Regions from separate parts of the Tachysurus vachellii genome. Here region 2 is linked to region 1. The links are chromatin contacts, called in public Hi-C maps. All regions are on one chromosome and are shown on one strand. Each heading gives the region's core, a stretch centred on a gene start, on an enhancer-like site or on the middle of the called end of the contact. The rest is flanking DNA. Distances are from core to core; before and after follow the strand shown. Region 1 holds the start of ndnf (neuron-derived neurotrophic factor). Region 2 holds the start of LOC132862647 (proproteinase E-like).

What was found. Hi-C and Micro-C count contacts between places; a contact is called where the count stands out from the background.
Region 2: a Hi-C map of blood shows a contact between it and region 1, with 4 times the contacts expected there. The contact joins the promoter of LOC132862647 here to the promoter of ndnf in region 1. A contact is called at or near these places in 2 of 3 Hi-C or Micro-C datasets (blood and muscle).

The regions. Positions count from the first base shown.
Region 1 is chr19:19,619,876-19,625,157 of HZAU_Pvac_v1, forward strand. It overlaps ndnf (neuron-derived neurotrophic factor), which reads left to right and starts at 3,208. Exons shown (of 4, transcript XM_060894460.1): 1 at 3,208-3,655.
Region 2 is chr19:19,779,697-19,785,430 of HZAU_Pvac_v1, forward strand. LOC132862647 (proproteinase E-like) reads left to right here and starts at 1,836. Exons shown (of 8, transcript XM_060894784.1): 1 at 1,836-2,048; 2 at 2,311-2,399; 3 at 2,960-3,057; 4 at 4,709-4,837; 5 at 5,350-5,486. The coding sequence starts at 1,919.

The DNA.
Region 1 (5,282 bases), core at 1,958-4,457:
TTTAGTTTATTTATTAATCTGTGCACACTTTATATGAATAATCAGTTTGCATCAGCATATGAATATAAATGTGCAATTATACATTTTTTTAATTATAAATTTTTTTTTGGAGATTTGAATTCATGAGAATTTGCACTTAGGATTTTTGATTTATTTATTTTTTTTATTATTTTTTTTCTAAAAATAAAAAAAATTTGTTATTTGAAAATCTTGAACATTGGCAAAAATATTTAAAAATATATTAAATACACCACAGAAAAACAGGAAAATTTGTATACAAAATGAAATACACATTCGATTCAATTCAATTTCAATACAGTTTATTTGTTTAGCACTTTTAAACAATTCACATTGTCTCAAAACATCTTTACAGAAGTATAGAAAGAGAATAAAACATTTAAAGTTTAAATTAAGTTACTATTTAGCTCTAATATTTATCCCTAATGATCAAGACCGAGGTGACGGTGGTGAGGAAAAACTCCCTGAGACGACACGATGCAGAAACCTTGAGAGGAACTTCATCCTCATTTGGGTGACACTGGACAGGAAATAATGTCAATGTAAATAATGTCCTTTCTACAACAGTTTATAGTCGAGTGGAAAAATACTTGAAATGCTTTCAAATCTTGTAAGATTAGTGTTTTTAACACAGATATTCAAAGCAAACAAAGTGATAAGTGACATATTCAAACCCGTTTTTTTCCCCAGCTCCAGAAGTTTCATAAATTTATTGGGTTAGTTACGAATGTACGAATACAATTTATAATCATGGCATCACTACAAAAACAATCCAGTTTCCATTTCTCCACCTTTATCACTAGATGGCGCTGGTGCACCGAGGCCACACTTAAAACATTAAAACATCAATGACCAGATATTAAATAAGATTAAAATAGGATAGAAAATTTAAATAGTGACAGACATTCTCTTAAAGAGGGGACAAATAACAAAAAACGAGGCTGTCGTAAACACTTTACTCTGTATTTGAGTATCATAAACAGACTTTATGAGTCCTGAAGAAGTCATGGCCTTAGCGAGTCATAAATACAGACATAATTACCTTCCGTCAGGGGCAGAATTTGGTCTGGTGGGTCTTGTCTTTTATAAATATTTACTTTCCCTGGGTTACAACATGGCTACACACAAAAGAGTGCTGCTGTGGGGGTTTCACACCTCTGGGTTTGCTCTGAATATCTGTGTGAAAAACAACATTAGCTACTAGATCTGTTGTAAGACAGTCAACAACACGTGATCGTATTTCATCTCAAACAGTGATAGAAGAATTTAAAATATTTCAACTTCACCCTGAGACACATTAAATATGTTTAGATTGAAATATTTGTGATGAGTTTGGTAGCAGTTTCATTTCTTGATAAAAGTTGATGTCACTGCTATCGCTAGCACAGTTACAACAGTAATAGTAATAGGAAACACTTCCAATGATCTCAAACCTAAGCGATAACAGGTAATGTTTACTTTTATCTCCTAGAGACAGGAGGCATTTTCCATCAATGTTTCACGTTTTAATGGGAAAGTTCTGACGGAGAAAGTTGCAGTGACGTTGATGAGAGTGTTAGCATGAAAACTGAAGCGGTTTGGGTTTGAGCAGAATGTACAACGGAAGACGAAGATAAAGACGAAGACGTTGTTTCTTCCTACATCCTACAATCTGGTCACCATCGTTCACTGTTAATGATGATTAATATGCAAAACATTTGGCGTCTTTGCTAGGCTACAGATTAGCTGTTTATGGTGTGCAAGATAAAGATTCGATTTAGATTAGATTTTTTTTTCCCTAAGAACTATAAATTAAATGCCATACAGCAGCATTAAAGTACAAGTGTATAACAACCTTGTCATATACCTGACAAGGCTACTTTGAGGAAAACAAAGCATTCCTCACGTAACCCCAGAATAGCAAACTGTTGTTTGTAGAACTGAATAAAAAAAAAGAGGCAAAGACACAAAAGAGAGGAAGACAAAGAGCAAGTAAAGAAGACGTGGGAATTTTCCCTCTTCCTCTCTCTTTCTTTGCCCCTAATTGACTTTCTTATTCACACACAGAGGCCCTGTCAGTGGCTCCATTCCAAACAGCTTCCTGCTCCCTACATATGGCCGATATAAAGCTGTCTGAGATTCAGACAGTATCTCAGGTGTTGTGCGCTACCTGCGGCTGCAGGGAAAAATGCCTCAACTCTACCGTTTACAGTAAACAGTTACGGGGGATCCCCAGTCTTACATGAACACCCTTTAATAAGGCAAAGTGTACAGCAGGAATGCTGACTAATCTAGATTATGGGTTCTCTAGACTGCAGCTCATCACGGCATGTCAAGTTCAAGAACACAAAATAGCACTGGTTACTTCAAAAACAGAAGGTTCCTGGACTTAAAAGCTCCATAGACCAAAAAAAAAAATGCTCCAGGGGCCTTGTTGAAAAGATTCTTGGCACATCAATGATTAGCAATGAACCATATAAATCTTTACATTAATATCTTATATTATCTTGAATTTTACAAACTTCAGAACACTTCTTAATTATATGAATTACTTTTTAATAACTTTCTAAATACTGACAGTGTAGAAGAACATTTTTTTCCCCTTAAACGAAAAAGTTTAACCCAAAAAGATTTACATTCATTTGAAGGTTATTTAGGGGGAAAAAAACATGGAAAAGATTCTTGGAAACTTGCAGAAAAAATGATGCAAAGGTACCAAAGCATACTAAATTCTACCTTCACTGCTGGATTGATATTTTAGTGTTTATGGTTTACTTTAAAGCTATATGTGTGTTTTGGTTTTTTTCTTTGTAGTTTTCACACTAAACACTGCACACACATGTCCATGTCCATGTGAAAAGGGAAAAACCCAGCAACAAAAAAAGGTACAGCGATTGTCTCAGACTGTAAGAGAAGATTACTGCTTATACTTTCTACACTTGTTCATTGTTTGTTGAAGTTTGGATTAAGTTCTTTATTTTTATATAATGAACCTTAAACCTCAGTAATAATGCTTATAGACTGGTCGGATGAGTGAATGACGTGTTTAAAGTCCCCTTTCTGGCACCTTTATTTATGAAGAATGCAGCGGGGACAGATGTAGGTCATTTCTTTTGGGAGATAGAGTTTGGGTAATGGTGTGTGTGTGTGTGTGTGTGCGTGTGTGTGTGCACGAAGTGGGCAGGCTCATGGGAGTCGCTTTTGCGAGCGCGCGGAACCAGAGGCTCGACAGCTCTCTGTCCTCTCTCACTTCAGTTCAGTCAGAGTCTGAATAACAGAGGGGAGACAGAAACCTCAGGATAACCTCCCTGTCTCTCAGTTTGGAGTTTGGAGCGACCACAAACCCCGTCAGTGCCACAAACTGCGCACCGCAGCGCACCGCAGCGCACCGCACCGCATCACTCCTGTGTGCTCAAGTGAGTGGAGGAATCTACTGCTAAAAAGAGACAAAGGACAAACTTTACTGTTATCACACTTCGTCTTTAAGTTCTACACGGGCATCGGTTTGTGTGTTGTTGTTTTTTTTTTATTATTGTTTATCTTTTAATGCAATGCATTCGAGTTGAAGATCTCGCGCTCCTGGAGGGGATCAAAACTAACTGACTTTTATCTGGGAAGCCTATTTAACATTCATCTGGTCCGAATAAAGCAGAACAAGGTAAAGTGTTATACAATATTTAATTTCATTGAGACAGATTCATTCCTTTTTTTTTTATTTTGCATGCATGCATGCATGCATACATCAGTTGTTGTGCAAATCAAGGAACCTCTTCTTATTCTTTATGTGGGTCTGGGGCTTTACAGGGAATACCTTGTCCTTAACTTTATTTTGCATGACTGCAAAGTTTCCTGAATGCACTCTGAAGAACTTTCCTTCAGATCTTCACTGAACAGTTTGCTTTTTATAGCCTTGTGTGTTGCATGATTTTGCATTTCCGTCCTAAGCGTGAGTTTAAATCTCGTAAATTGCTTTTATTAGGAAAACTTTGGGCATGTCGAGGAAGGGGGTAAAAAAATAGCTCGGGACTCTCCGAGTACTAAAACTGCTCCCTTTGAAACTCGTGCCAGTGCGCGAGGGAACTGTTTTTTTTTTTTTTTTTGCGGTTTCTACAACTCAGGGTAGTTAAATTCAATCAAGCCCGAGCTCGCACGCGCTTTTAATTTAGCCCCACGCACCGGGTTGAGGTGGGAGAGATAAGGATGAAGAAAAGAAGAAAAATAAGAAGCACGGTCTTTTAAAAACAGGTGAAACTGGACGCACGCGGGAAGCAGGCAAAGCAGACAGGAGGCGCGCGCGCCCGGACAGCTCTGTGCGCGAGGCTGCACATCAGAGTCTCACGCGCTCTCATCACAGGACCCTTTAATGTCACCGACATGTTCGACAACCTGCAGCGTTTTAGCTCACATTTATCTTTAGCTTAAATTTATATTGTTTTTACACCGTTTTCTGAGACAAAACGCCCGTTTCAGCCCGTTTGTATATTTTAAGACAGAAAGTTCTGGATTATGGCCAATATGTTAACGAGAAACATCAATTAAAAACACGATTAGCATCAATGCTAACTCCTTCTCTTATAGTAAACAAAAACCTTTGTCATTTTTTTACACTAAACAAATTTTATTTGATTATTCAGTCATTATTTTGGCTTTTTTATTCTTCTTCAAAAGTATGGGTTTATATTCATCACTGTGGTGGTTATAATATACTATTGTAGAGAAACGGTTATAATGTTGATGGTTCATTTAGGTCATTTTTATTTATTTATTTATCTATCTATCTATCTATCTATCTATCTATCTATCTATCTATCTATTTATTTATTTATTTATTTATCTTTTAAACCTTAGGAAAATACTCCAAAACCATCTCTACCATCCAACACAATATCATTTCATCAGGACAAAAAAAAAAGCACGTCATTTGGTTTTGCACTGATTAAAAAAAACGACTTGAAGTATGACTTGTGGGTAAAAAAAAAAAACGTAAGGAAGCTAAATAATATCACATCTGTTGATGTCTGTATTTTTTATTCAGTTTTGTTTAGTGTCTAATAAGAAGAAAAATGTTTATTTTTCATTATTTTAAACTACCAGAATAATGAATTAATTATTACTGTCTGAGTTATTTATTTGCCTGCCTGACCTGGTGAAAGTGATATTTTCTGTTCACTCTGTAAAGAAAAAGCAGACAGAGAGAAGAGGATTTGAATAAGTGTATTTAACAGCGAGGCCAAGTCATTGTTCCTACTCTCTCTCTCTCTCTCTCTCTCTCTCTTTCTCTCGCT
Region 2 (5,734 bases), core at 586-3,085, 160 kb after region 1:
GTCACGTCATTGTATGTAAGGAATAAAACTGTGACATGCTCTTTGTAGGAAAATTATTGACTGGGTGCTGTGATGCAGCGTGACACAAACAAGAATTGATGGATATTTACATTTGTAGAGCTTTCTTTTTTTTTTTCTTTTATCTTAACAAGACAGAAACGGTGCAACTTGTGTCATGTTCTTGAGAACCTTGAATGTCTTGAAGACGTTGCTACTACAGAAGATCAGAAAGAAACATCATGTACTGCTTCTGAGTGCTGACACTGGAGACTATTTCCATCGGTTTCCATTCACCGTAACAATGATTAGTCATTTTGCTTTATGAAGCACAGTAGGTTTCGCCCGAATCAGTATATTATTAGGCTTCGGTTATGTAGCACGCCTGTTAAACGAGTCCACATGGATGAGGTGTTTTAATAGAAATGATCATGATAATACATTCATTCCTGTTCTGACCAATCAGATTCATTGTGAACAAGAATGTCAGTGGGGTCAGTACCTAGTAAAGAAAAGAATTGGTTATAGAAGTGATCTATATTTGTAAAGTGTACGAAAATGATGGAACCCTTGTGTGGATGATGTGTATTTCTGTATTTTATGAAAAAATACACGTTGCATAGATGCTAAAGCCCACATTCTCAGACATTCCAGCATGCTTCAGTATGTGAGCTAATCATTTAGAGATGGGTGTCCTTGCACAGAGTGTTTTATCCCCACCTAGGGAGAGATTTCATATTCCTTACATTATGACAACAGAGACAGTGTGTCCTCGAGCGAATTGGCTTTGCACCGCGGTGCCCTGGGTTTCCACGACGCTTATGCAAATATGACACACATGCGTAAATCAGCCCACGAAATATGTGGCGTGGTGAATTGTTTGAACGCAACCCAAAAACAAACAGAGCCATTTAGCTGTTTGGCCAAACATCGATTCGCTGTGCCTCTTTAAACTAGGGATTTATGAGAGCGCTCTTGTTTCTCAGAGAACTGTAATTCTCCCCTAGAGAGAAGAAAACTGTCAGAGAAAAGAGGGCTAGAGAGAGAGAGAGAGAGAAAGAAAGACAGAGAAGGACAGAAAGATGTAGATGAAATGTGCTCGAGATTCAGTGAGAGCTGGAGGACGTTGTGGCGCTGTGTTATTTATTAACACATGAAAAAGTTGTTACAGGACTGTTGGTCTTGAGTAAACACCAGTGTCTGCAATTATGCAGTCACGCATGTGTGAATATGTCAGTGGTGCTGATACTACAGTCCTGGACAGGCTCCATGTCTGCATCTGGCTTTATCGATCTGTCATTTTCCTCCTCTCTATTATTCACCCAATTCTCTACGATCTGCAGATCTGCACTGACACACACACACCAACCAATATCCTTCATATGAAATGTTATATGTAATGTTAAAACTCGTGCATTGAAGCTGTTTTAGGAAAATAATCTACCTCAGAATGTTGTGATGATGGTATGATGAGTTAGATGAGCTCAGTTTAACTTTATAGTAGCTGATTATTAGCTAGCGATGTTTGTGATTATTGTTTCTAGGACAATATCATAATGATAATGCTTGAGGTGGCTTGCTAATGACCAATAATAATAAAAAAATCTTTATGATTTCGCATTTTAGTCTTTGTGTTTATGCCGTGTGAATATTCTTTCCCTCATGTCATGTTGCTCTTTCCACATGTGTGTGTACTAAGTTTCTTCCCAGCTCATATCAATAACTAGAACTGATAAACCAGCCCTCTCGTTTCCTCTACCTGCCTTAAAGCAACAGTTAACCTCACAAAACAGGTAGCTATAAGCATTTCTTACCTCAGATTTGTAGCTCTAGTAAAAATCTACATAGAAAACTTTACGCACAAAACATACTGGCCAACTGACGACATTTGGACTAGGTGAAGCATTGTGTAGACTTGTGTATGAACTACTCCTTTAATGCGTGGAGGTCAGTGGCAGCTATAAAAACTCAAGGCCCGGGTGTCCACTCTGATACACAAATACACAGCATGCTAACACAACTAGCATTCTTCCTGCTCATAGCAGATTATGGTGAGTACGCTATCGGCTGGAGGTGTCGCTCTCATCCGAACAATCGCTTTGTTCTTAACTCAAAACATTAATCTTTCAAGCATTTTATGGGAATTTAAATAACATATGTTAGTACTTACTTTCACCTCCTCACATTGTGTTTGAGTATTTACCATTTTTCAGAAATGTCTTTTACCTTCATCTGTATTCATAGCTTCATAATATTAGTTATTTGAATGTGTGTGTGTGTGTGTGTGTGTGTGTGTGTGTGTGTGTACTCTAGCCTATGGATGTGGCACTCCTGAGATTGAGCCGCTCCCTGGCAGAGTAGTAAACGGAGAAGAAGCCAGGCCCCACAGCTGGCCCTGGCAGGTACTTCAGTAACTTTTCTAATCCCTTAGCTTGGAAAGCTAAACGAAAATAAATTAAAGTTTAAACTCCAGTCTACAACGTATGCTCATATTGACTGTTGAGTGTGAAGATCTAACCAGTGTAATGTTTTTTTGAACATTTTTCTCAGATGGAAACTAAAAATACAGACAGCTTTGGAAACTAGTTAGCTAGCTTAAAGCAGCTTTGTTACAGACAATGTAAAACCAAACTGATTGTGACTGACTGTTTTTTTCCCCCAAGATATTTAAGCTAGCCTGTGGTTACACATGAGGTGATTTGATAAATAATACAAATATAAAAGGAAATATTAGCTTTGTTATTTAGATTTTTGGACATAAGCTGGAAAATATTTAAATTGGTTCAGAAACTAGTTCTAGCTCATAGCTGCTAAGTGTTTGCTAATGATAATGACAATGTAAAAGCAAAATAAACTAGAAACAAGACTTAATATTAGTACTATTATCATTTGCCTCACATGCATTTATAAAAAAAGACTCTAAAAACTGTGTGTGTGTGTGTGTGTGTGTGTGTGTGTACAGATCTCACTCCAGTATAAACACGGCAGTCGTTGGTATCATACCTGTGGTGGGACTCTAATCGCTCCACGCTGGGTTCTGACAGCTGGACACTGCATTTTGTAAGTGAAGGAAGCTTTAGTGTCCCTTAAAGTTATAGACAAAGAAAGATTTTTTATTTTTATTTTTGTTTTAAATTCCTAGTTCATCACTTCTGGGGGTGTTCTGATTTTTAAAAAAAATTGTCTGATGATTCATAACTTAGCGATCATCCAATTAAATGACCCTCACCATATGTCTATCGACCCCCTGGAGGCGGGTCTTGCTCTAAAGTAGTAGTTTGATCATGTGTTCGTTCTGACACACTGTTCAGTTTTCTAACCATCACTTATTTTGTAAAATAATTGTTTTAAAAAGCATGCAGGGATGGAGATGTAAGAGTGCATGGGAATTTCTTATGTTTCCCATGAGTTTGTTGTAGTCTTGGACTTATTATCATTTGTATTTGGACTTGTCTCTGTCATGGGCTTGGTTTTGCTAAAACCCTTGTGGGGTTTTTTTTTTTTTTTTTAAAGTAATGTTTGTGTTGTCTTTTCTTTTCAAGTGTATGAAGTTGGACAAGAAATAATTCCTTCTTGACGGATCCTAATCATTGACTCAATGCACAAATGAAGCTGGCCAGTTATGGCCTGTCCTTCAAAAGGATTTGAAGTTTTTTTTAGGGTCTCTCTTGAGTCTGCCTTGCTTTTGTTGTGACTTGGCCTTAAGATTCTGTTGAATTTATCTTGGAAGACTCTTAGTTTTAGACTTGTCTTGGATTTGATTCAGTACCTACTGCATTTGATTCACAAACTACTGTATTGGATTTGCTAACTACTGCATTTGATTCATTAGCTACTGCATTCAATTCCATACATACAGCATTCATTTCAGTTTCTACTTCATTTGATTCGGAACCCACTGCATTTGATTCTGTATTTACTGCATTTGATTCAGTTCCTACACCATTTGATTCAGTGTATACTGCATTCACCACCTAATGCTTGGCCATTGATACTGTCTATACTGATCAGTATACGTGAGACATATGAATCTGAACTGTATACAATATAAATCCGTACAAACTGTATGTAGTCTGTGAAGAGATCAAGAAGAGGAACTACAGCTTCTTTCTATAATACACGTAACCTGATAAAAGAACTTTATGTGGTTAAACAGTATCTTCAATAGGGATGGTGAAGGATTCACTACCGGCCTTAGAGATTTCTCCTGCTTACATTTATGAGGAAATTGTTAGAAATATATTCTGACAAACATATTAGTTTTTGATAAATGATGATATAATGATATACACACAGTGTTTGGTAGAAGACTGGGAATTTTTTGGATGCTACTCAACCTCACAGCATGACTGTGGATGTGAAAGTGATACGGCTAGTAGCTAAAAGGAACAACTTCTCCTTTCCAGTTTTCTTTTTTTTATATATATTTGTGGTTAAACGGTCAGTGACTCGAGTGCGTCTGAGTGAAATAGCCACCCGGTACCAAGCGTCTTTTATTCACACTGGGTCCAGTTACAGCTCCAGTGCCGATGCCAGACCCCACAAAGAAAAGTAGTACGACCACAGAGTTGGCCAGTACCTGAAGGAACATAGCAGTTTCTAAAGGGAAATATAATATTAATGATTATGGTTATTCAATATGCTTCACAGAACTGTATGACCACCATGTGTGTGTGTGTGTGTGTGTGTGTGCGCATTACTGTGCATATAGCTCAGGTGATATTTATCGCATCGTCCTGGGAAAGCATGACCTCAGCGTGCAGGAGGACACGGAGCAGATCAGAGACATCCTCCGCATTGTCGTCCATCCTAAATGGAGCATTGAGTGTGTGGCATGCGGGTGAGCAAGAGATATTGTGACCAAATCCCTATTTTTTTTTTTTGCATAAAAAAGGGCAGTTCCTAATGTTGCAGAGTTGCCAGGTCTCCTTCACAAAATGTCAAAACAGTTCAAAATCTACAAGCCCCACACCGATCCAAACCCTAAACACTACCTTTAAGGACCAAAGTAGTTTAGATTTAAAAAAGGAGTGATCTTTAATGAAAAGTATAGTACAGGCTAACTAGAATTTGTTATGTATTATGCATCACAAATACTAAAATCTCCACAGCTACTTAAACACATTTATATTACACTGTAGTGTCATGCCTAAAAATTGGCACCCCTTGACACGATTGGGATTATAAATCATGAATCTACACAAAACAGTCCATAATTGTGTACAAATATTTACATCACTGTTGAAAGGAGCTGCCATATGTGAAAGCTAACCTAAACAGTACTCTGTGTGTGTGTGTGTGTGTGTGTGTGTGTGTGTGTGTGTCGCTGTGAACCTATTTGTATTATTGCAGTAATGACATTGCTCTGTTGAAGCTGGATAAAGCTGCAGTTCTCAGTGCGAGTGTTCAGATGGCCTGCGTTCCTCATGCTGAAGAAATCCTGCCTCATGACACACCCTGCTATGTCTCTGGCTGGGGTGACCTATACAGTGAGGCTCCACACACACACACACACACACACACACACAGAGTGTATTTAGTTAACATGTTACTTTGTTAACATTATTGATGGATTATTAATCCTGAAGTTTAACATTCACTGTTGTTCACTCCTCTAAGAGACGTTTAACGTAAAATTAAATTAGCTAATCTGACGCAAAAAAAATAGAAGTAACATATACAGTATGATAATTAATAATGGTGATATTTTAATTGAATATTTGGCTTTCAAACTTTT